Linked DNA regions of Mus musculus: regions 1 and 3 are each linked to region 2. A link is a contact called in public Hi-C data. All regions are on one chromosome and are shown on one strand. Each heading gives the region's core, a stretch centred on a gene start, on an enhancer-like site or on the middle of the called end of the contact. The rest is flanking DNA. Distances are from core to core; before and after follow the strand shown. Region 1 has its middle 46 kb from the start of Gm31225. Region 2 has its middle 3.5 kb from the start of Gm30925. Region 3 has its middle 100 kb from the start of Gm31225.

Region 1 (2,700 bases), core at 130-2,629, 320 kb before region 2:
AAGCAGAGGCCAGAGAAGAGCCTCTATCATTCTTTACCTTATTCCTTTGTTCCTAATAAGATCTCTCACTGAATCTAGAGCTCAGCTAGGTCAGCAAAGCCCCTGTCCCCAGCAACACTGGGGTTGTAGGTGTATGTGGTGCCACACTTTGGTTCTTCATTTATGTCTTGGGACCTGAACTCAAGACCTCCTGATGGCCCTGAAATCACTCTCACACTTTGAGTCATCTCTCCAGCCCCATGATTTCCATGTTTTTTTTCTTTTGGGATGAGAACACAGTGTAAAATTGCTGTGCTAAGTAATGGAGATGCCAGCAAACAGGGATGTACATCAAGGATCGTAGTGAAAAGCTTGCTCCGGGGATTCTGTGGCATGATACGTGGTAACCACATTTTAGGTCCTGGTCAGGTGCTGAGTCCTCTGTACTCTGTGGCAGGCACTGAAGGAACCTTGTCTTCTGATACAAGGGTATCCCTGCTGTGTACCCTCTGGCTGATGACTGACTTTTTGCTAATCCTTATTTGATTACAAAAATGCCAAGGACGAATTCAGTGGTTTGCAACATGTCTCTTGTCCCCAGTTATATGATCTTGCCCCTCTCCCCCCATTTATGAGAAGTGTGGTTCATAACAGTGCCAGAAGGAGTGCATCATAGGAAGTAGACTTCAGGGCACAGGAACACGATGTCCAATGGATGGTTCCATGTGTATGTTGCCCACTGACAGGTGGAGGTGGTAGGAGTGACCTGAGGGGAGAGATGGCAGGACATGGTTTAGTTTCCCTTGGAGGCATGACTGGCTGTGTGGGAGGTTTTCTTTCAAGGTTTTCATCCATAGGCGGATGCTTCAGATGGGTCCACTTTGGGATGCTAGGTTGACTCTCTTGCGCATGTGGTCACTCTTTTCTTTGTTTTTTTAACCCTACTTCAATAAATTAACTCCAATGGTACCCACAGAGAGTGTGGGATGTCTCTTATGGAGAGAGAGAGAGACAGAGAGACAGAGAGATATATAGGAGGAAAGACAGGAAGAAGAAAGAGGGGAGAGGGGAGACAGAAAGAGAGATAGAGAATCCCTAATCATCTGATAGGCTATCACAAGTAGACTCCTTTTTCTCTAGCTTGCAAAATCTATCCAGGGCTTTAGCCTTATTTCATGCATGGTCAGCAAAAAAATCTATACAGTGGAGAGCAACCTGCTTTCCCCTTTTTGACTGGAGGGGGCTCAGGAGACCCTGCAGGAAGCCCAGGGTCCAGCCCGGAGCTCTGGAGGAAACACATATTGCCAGCATTCAACAGGCGGCGCTCTTTGCCTAGGTGTCAGAAGCCAAGTCCTGATGCCTGCCTACTGCAGCTGAGTAAGCCGGATGCTCATCTGAAAACGAAAGGTTGCTCCCTTCCCTGGAGTGGGGGCTGACTCATCCTGCTCCTGCACACTGTTTGGAGCCCTGTAGGTTCTACCCTGAGAAACCAGCAAAGGTGAGCCCTTGGCCTTAATCTCTGGAGGCACCCCAAGTTCCTCAGTCAGCCTCAGATGGGGAGTCCAGGCCCTCCCGCAGGGCTCTCCTGCTAGGGGGCTGTCTTGAAAACAAGAGCTAGAGAAATTTCTGGGAACCTGGGTGAACACTCCAACGGAGAGGAGAATAATGAATATTTCATGGAGGTGGCTGGAGTTATTAAACAACATTACACGCGGAGCGTGTTGGCAGGGATCTGAGCCACATTTACATGAGTAAAAATAGTGAGAAAAGAGACCCAGAGCTGGGGCAGTGTAAAGGAAATCCCAGCAGAGCTCGGATGGAAGCAGCTTTCAGCCCCTCCAGGTTCAGGTGAAGGCCTCACTCTGTACCCTCTGACCCCATCTCCAGGAACGTTCCATTCCACAGTCAGGGTGTGGATAAGTAAGAGCTGAGAGCTGACAAAGTCCCTAGGGACTTTGATTCTCACACTGCACAGTATGTGTGTGTGTGCGTGTGTGCATGTGTGTGTGTGTGTGTGTGTGTGTGTGTGTGTGTTTATGTCTGTGTGTGGAGCAGGGTGTGTGTATATGAGTGGCATGTGTGTGTGTTTGTGGTGTGTGTAGTGTGCATATGTATGTGTGTGTTTGTGGTGTGTATAATATGTATATGTTTGTGGAGTGTGTGTGATGTGGGATGTGTGTATGTGTATGAGTGGTATGTGTGCTTGCGGTGTGTGTATTGTGTGTGTGTATGTGTGTTTGTGGTGTGTATGGTATGTGTGTTTATGTGTGTGTTTGTGGGGTGTGTGTGTGGTGTGTGTATGTGTGTGAGTAGTGTGTGTGTTTGTGGTGTATGTGTTGTGTGTGTGTATGTGTGTGTTTGTGGTGTGTGTAGTATGTGTGTGTTTGTGGTATGTATGTGTATCTGTGTGTGTGTCTGTGAGTGTATAGGCCCTTAGGTAACACTTTCCTTGTCTTAGGGAACCTTGAGGGTTAGAAGGGGCTTAGAATCAGGCCTACCTCAGGGATCTGTCCTGGAGTCTCAGATGTCTGAGTCAGAGGGAGTCAACACTGCAGGAAGACTGTATGCTTTGGACTAGAGTGAGGTGGCTACACTGGGGCTCTATGACCCCTGAGGCCACCCGTAGCTGAGCTATTCCCAGACCTTGTCTCTGATGGACAAGAAGAATCAAAGGCCTCTTTGTTTATCCTCTGCCCCAAGCTCTGAGAATTTTGTCCCTGC
Region 2 (2,700 bases), core at 26-2,525:
TAAAATCTTTGGAGCTTTTGACTCTAGCTGCATATGTATCAAAAGATGGCCTAGTTGGCCATCACTGGAAAGAGAGGCCCACTGGACAGGCAAACTTTATATGCCCCAGTACAGGGGAATGCCAGGGCCAAAAAATGGGAATGGGTGGGTAGGGGAGTGGGGGGGAGGGTGTGGGAGACTTTTGGGATAGCATTGGAAATGTAATTGAGGAAAATACGTAATAAAAAAAAATAAGAGGAAAAAAAATCTTTGTTCACACACTTTTCTTTCTCCAGGGTCTCTGCTCTGTTCTGGCTTTCTATTCTGGAGCCCCCACCTAGATTTTGTTATGAGGGTATTGTTCACAGGTGAGCCTCTTCCTCAGATCCCCCTCTGCCATGGCTGTGGTCCTGTCATCTTCTGTTTCCATCTTCCAGTAACATTTATGTGTTTTATGAAAATAAAGGGAGAATAAATAAATGCTGGTGGAGCTTTTAGGGGAAAAGCTTAGATTTGGTTTTCATGATTCAAGGCATTTATCATTGTGTGCTTTTTAAGTAGAGCCTTGATTAGGGAAAATTAGTGTAATTGTGATTTTCTTAAGTCGTGTGTGTGTGTGTGTGTGTGTGTGTGTGTGCCTGTGTAGTATGTATATATCTGTGTGGGGTGTATGTATGTTCAGATATATGATGTGGTGTATGCAGATGTGGGGTGTGTGTATACATGTATGCATGTGTATAGTTTGTATGTGGTATGCAGGAGGTAGATGCATGTGTATATGTCTATATGTGTGTGTATGTTCACATATATGGTGTGGTGTGTGCTGGTAGTTTGTATGTGTCTATTTGGATGCATGTGTACATGTGTACAGTCTATATGTGGTATGTATGAGGTACATGCTCAAACTATGATCAGCTACATATGTAGGTATACTTGCCTGTGGCATGACATGGAGGCCAGAGGCTGTTGGATGTCTTTCCTTGATTGTTCTCAACATTAGCTTTTGAGACAGGCTTTCCTACTGGACCTTGCATTTGCATTTTCAGCTAGACTGCATGGCCTATGAACTCCTTGAATCCTCACGATTCTCTCTGTATACCCCTCTCCTGAGGTTACAGGGATACAACACTGTGTCTGGCTTCTTACATTCATTCTGAGGCTGGAACATGGGACATTTAGCCACTGAGCCATCGCTCCAGTTCTTTATTAACATTTCTGAGTCATATGTAGATAGGTACACGGGGCTTCCTCCTGCTGTCTATCATTGTGTGGGGGAGCCCAAGACAACCAGAGGTCTGTTGTTGGTTGAATACTACTGTTAAAGTCAAACCCTGCTTGAAGAATGACTCTGCACAGGATGTTGTCCTTCAGAGCTCAGATCACCCCACCCCCACCCCCTTAAGCTTGTGGTATCTTGGCCTGAAGCCTGTTCCCTTCCCAAAATGTTTGTTAGTACAGTGGCGTTTTATGACACTTTATGGAAAAACCAAAGGGTGGAGGGAAGATGACTCTATTCAGCAAATCCACACATTTTAACCTTCTCTTACTGGAATTTGGAATCCTCTGCATACCTTGTTAGCAGAAAGAAAGAGAGATAGATAAAAAGCTTCAAGAATCTTTTTTCCATGCAAGCTTACGAGTGGAACGTTCTTTACCTCTTAACTCTGGCCAGGACAAATGCTGCCCAGGCTCTGAAAACAGCCTGCTATTTAGAAAGGTCTCAAGGCAGCCTTTGCATAACATTTATGACTGTAGTTATCTTTGCAGGATCTCCAGGAGGGACCTAGGAGGCTCAGGGGGTAGAGGCCACTTTATCCTTGCAGAGTTAACCCTGTAGGCAATGTTGGGGGGCCTCAGATTTAACTCCATCTTGCTCTGAGCTCCCTGGTGCTTGTCTCCAGCCTTCAAACCCCACATAGGCAGCTGAGAGGGTTCAGAGGAGCCCTCTGCAGAAGCAGTCATACCTCTGATTCAGTTAAGGAGAGCCTCACTGTGTTCTGATAAGAGTGGCAAGTCAGAGGCACTGGGGCCCAGACAAGGTCCTTTAGACAAATCATGCTGTTCTTAGATTCTCGGAACTTAAAACCAGGGCCCGTGCTACACACAAGTTTGAGATTATCGCTGACAATTATCTAAAATTAACTGCATTTTTCAAATGAAAAACATTTAGGGGATGATCAGATAAGAGGAGCGCCTATTTATACTTGTTGGGGAAGGGAGGGAGGAGGGAGAGAGAGAGAGAGAGAGAGAGAGAGAGAGATCATTTTTGTTACTCACAACATAAAGGGAGACCCACCCACCAGCATCACTTTTTAGAGGAAATGGAGTTTCTAAGAGGATGCCCAGATTCCTTCTAGATCCAGCCAGAGTGGGGCTGTACTTTCTGAGACACTGAATTTGGCACAAGTCAAAATGTTTGTTCACAGGACTAAAGTGGGGTCTGGTGGGTCCTGGCTGTGAAGTGGATATTGAAGGTCAGTTAGCTGTGAGGAGAGGGCAGTGTTCAGCTGACGGGGGCAGCAGGTGAAGTCTCTGTAACTAGACAGACTCAGAGAGGAAGCCTGGCATGCAAGCCAGCACAGGTGTCACTACCTTGAGGAGAGTAACTTAAGAATCTCTCCCCATGCTGCTCTTTCTGTAGGTGAGGGAGAGAAAGCTGGAAATGATCACTTGGCTAGGAAGCAAGAACTGAAACCAGAACCACACATTTTAAAAACAACT
Region 3 (2,700 bases), core at 162-2,661, 260 kb before region 2:
GACTGGGGCTGTCAGGATTTACTGGAGTGCAAGTCCTTTAAAGAGATACAAAGCAAGGGAGGGGAACCGTGAGTGACATGGGCTGTAGAGAGGGCAGCCAGAGATGCCTCTCTGAGGAGGTAATGCGTGGATTAAGATGTGGACAAAGCGGATGAATCACCAGCATTTCAGCAGAGAGTCTAGAGCAGAGAGAGCCATACTTGCAGGGACTGTGGTATATGAATGAGTGAAGGGCCATGTGGAGAGGTAGACTGAGGCAGAGTGAGAACGGAGAGGAAGGGACTAACAAGAGTACAGGACAGAGGGAGAGAATCAGGACTGCATCCTACAGGTGACACAAACTTCCAGGATAATGTAACAAGGAAAGTGACATGATCTAACTGTCTACATATACAAACACAGATACACCTACATACCACACACACATACACACAGGCATACACACACATAGAGAGACAGATAAACAGGCACATACATAGATCCACAGAAACTACAGACATATACACACAGAGAAACACAGATACACTACAGTTATAATGCACTCATCACACATACATACATATTCAGGTGTACACACCAACATATGCAGACATATGCATGCACACATGAACACATGCTCAGAATCAAATGCACACGCTCACATTCAGCCACACACACATGCACGCAGGGTATAAGGCTGGAACTGGAGTTTCTAAGGTAGGTGGAGGGATGGGAGCAACTGAAGAAGTGATCTAGCCCTGCTAAGAAACTTAGGCTTGATATCTGGATCATTGATGGCATTCAGGCCAGGGTCAAGTCTTAGAAGAAGGTAGCTGCTGCAGATTAGACAACAAGCACTAAAAATTTGTCATTCATGGTGGAACATCTAACAATAGCACAAATTCACCCTTTAGATGCTGGCTACTGAAAAAAAGGAGGAAACCTGGAGTTTCGTGGGAATGAATTCCCACTAATTTGAATAACTTGTCACATCGGTTAGTGAGACCCACCCAAATGAGTTGTCCCACTTCTGAGCCATTGGGCTTCTCATCAGCTGTCCGAAGGCTTCTTCATGCTTCTCGTTACTCACAGCAACGAGCTGACATTTGACTCAATGCCTTTGTTATTATTATTATTTTTAAGGGAAACAGACTTGAGGTTGATCACCGTAGTAATCAGTGTCTGGCTCTCATTGGTGTCTCTTCTCTAACGTGGGGGGAAGACGGGGATTTAGAACAGAGTGGGAAATCCTACACACATGCCGGCTTCTCAGATAGCCAAGCCTACTCTTGCCAGTGACCTTGAGCTAAGGTGCCATTAATAGCTGTGGTGATTACAAATGTTTGTGGTGCTCTGTGTTCCTCCTACAGTCTGGGAGTGTTCACAAACATCTGGACATCTCTGAGCTTGCCTGCTAGTCATGTGAATGGTATTCCACATGAATGTTTATGGAAAAAGAAGAGGGGAGGATGTTGTGGTCTGCTCCCCAGCAGACAGTGTGGGCATCTGTGATGGAAGTGGCTGCAGTAATCACACCTCCCTGTGTGCAAGCCCCATGGCTCCATGATGTTTATCTGTTTTCTCTATGCTCCAAATTCAAAGTCAACCTTGAAGCTTGCTCTGACCAATACAAAATGGTAGAAGGGATATGATGTGACTCTCAAGACTAGGCCTCACGGTCACACGTGTCTGTTCTTGTCTTGAAGATTGCAGGATCTGGGCTAGTGGAAGATAGTGAGAGCCCTGAAGGGCAGCCAACACAGCATCCAGACACATGAATGAGTGAGCTTGGAAGAGTCAGCCCTGTATGATACCACGTATGACCCCTTGGAGACCAGTAGAAGAAATTCCCAGCTGAGCTCATCCCAGACTCCTCTCATGGGAGAGTGAATATATGCGCAACAGTTGGCTTAAGCCACTAAGTTTGGTGCCATTTGTCACCCGACTATAAATATTGAGGAACAAATAGAAGTACTGACAAGAGAGAGGATGACAATTAAGGTTTGTCAAGTTGTGGGGGAATCCCTCTGTTCAGTGGTGTGGAGTGTATTCTTTTCATTTTATTTATCTGCACCTTTGAGGACCTGTCATTGTCCTCACAGTTAGCAAACCTGAGGCCAAAAAAGTCCAATCGTCAGCTCAGAGTCTCATATGTAATGAGTAGTGGAGGTAAGATTAAGACCCAGAATCTGTCCACAAGCCCCAATTCTACTCCTTAAACACACACGTCTAACTTCAACTCTTCCAATGCAACCTCTTCTGGTTTGGCATCTCTTTATCCTGCCTACACATTTATTTATTTTATAATACATTGTCAAGCTTGGCTCACTTGACTAAGTCACTTAGCAAATACATTTCACACAGAAACATCTTGTCACTGGAACTAGTCACCCTGTCTAAATATTTACCAAGTGCCTCCCCTATGGTGAGCTCCTAATTGATTTACATGAATGGATTAATTTAGTCTTTACAACAACCCTGCAATCAGTGTCATACCCATTTTGCAAATGGTAAAAGTGAGGTGTGGAGAATTCATAGTTGCTCAATGTTCCCAAAGAAGACCCCTCCTCATTGTTGGCATATTTTTCTCTCAGGGCATGAGATCTCACCATGGGATAGTTTGCCTGGGGCACATTTGGCAATATCTGGTGATGTTTGTGACTTACATAACCAGGGACATGATACTGGCATATGATCAACAAGGATCAGGAATATCACTAA

What was found. Hi-C and Micro-C count contacts between places; a contact is called where the count stands out from the background.
Region 1: a Hi-C map of uterus shows a contact between it and region 2. The contact joins two enhancer-like sites. A contact is called at or near these places in 1 of 484 Hi-C or Micro-C datasets (uterus) and 2 of 115 datasets of contacts at active chromatin or transcription factors (kidney and neural progenitor cells).
Region 3: a Hi-C map of uterus shows a contact between it and region 2, with 2.6 times the contacts expected there. The contact joins two enhancer-like sites. A contact is called at or near these places in 2 of 484 Hi-C or Micro-C datasets (both in uterus) and 2 of 115 datasets of contacts at active chromatin or transcription factors (SST interneurons and pancreatic cancer cells).

What each region holds. Positions count from the first base shown.
Region 1 is chr8:116,143,055-116,145,754 of GRCm38.p6, reverse strand. No RefSeq gene overlaps it. Among named protein-coding and RNA genes, the nearest start is that of Gm31225, 46 kb to the left of the region's middle. Within about 2 kb of position 1,379, at least 66 of the 459 cell types and tissues checked have an H3K27ac peak or open chromatin away from gene starts, as enhancers often do. A contact at or near this core is called in uterus, where this site is marked.
Region 2 is chr8:115,825,341-115,828,040 of GRCm38.p6, reverse strand. No RefSeq gene overlaps it. Among named protein-coding and RNA genes, the nearest start is that of Gm30925, 3.5 kb to the left of the region's middle. Within about 2 kb of position 1,275, at least 21 of the 459 cell types and tissues checked have an H3K27ac peak or open chromatin away from gene starts, as enhancers often do. A contact at or near this core is called in uterus, where this site is marked.
Region 3 is chr8:116,086,827-116,089,526 of GRCm38.p6, reverse strand. No RefSeq gene overlaps it. Among named protein-coding and RNA genes, the nearest start is that of Gm31225, 100 kb to the left of the region's middle. Within about 2 kb of position 1,411, at least 5 of the 459 cell types and tissues checked have an H3K27ac peak or open chromatin away from gene starts, as enhancers often do. A contact at or near this core is called in uterus, where this site is marked.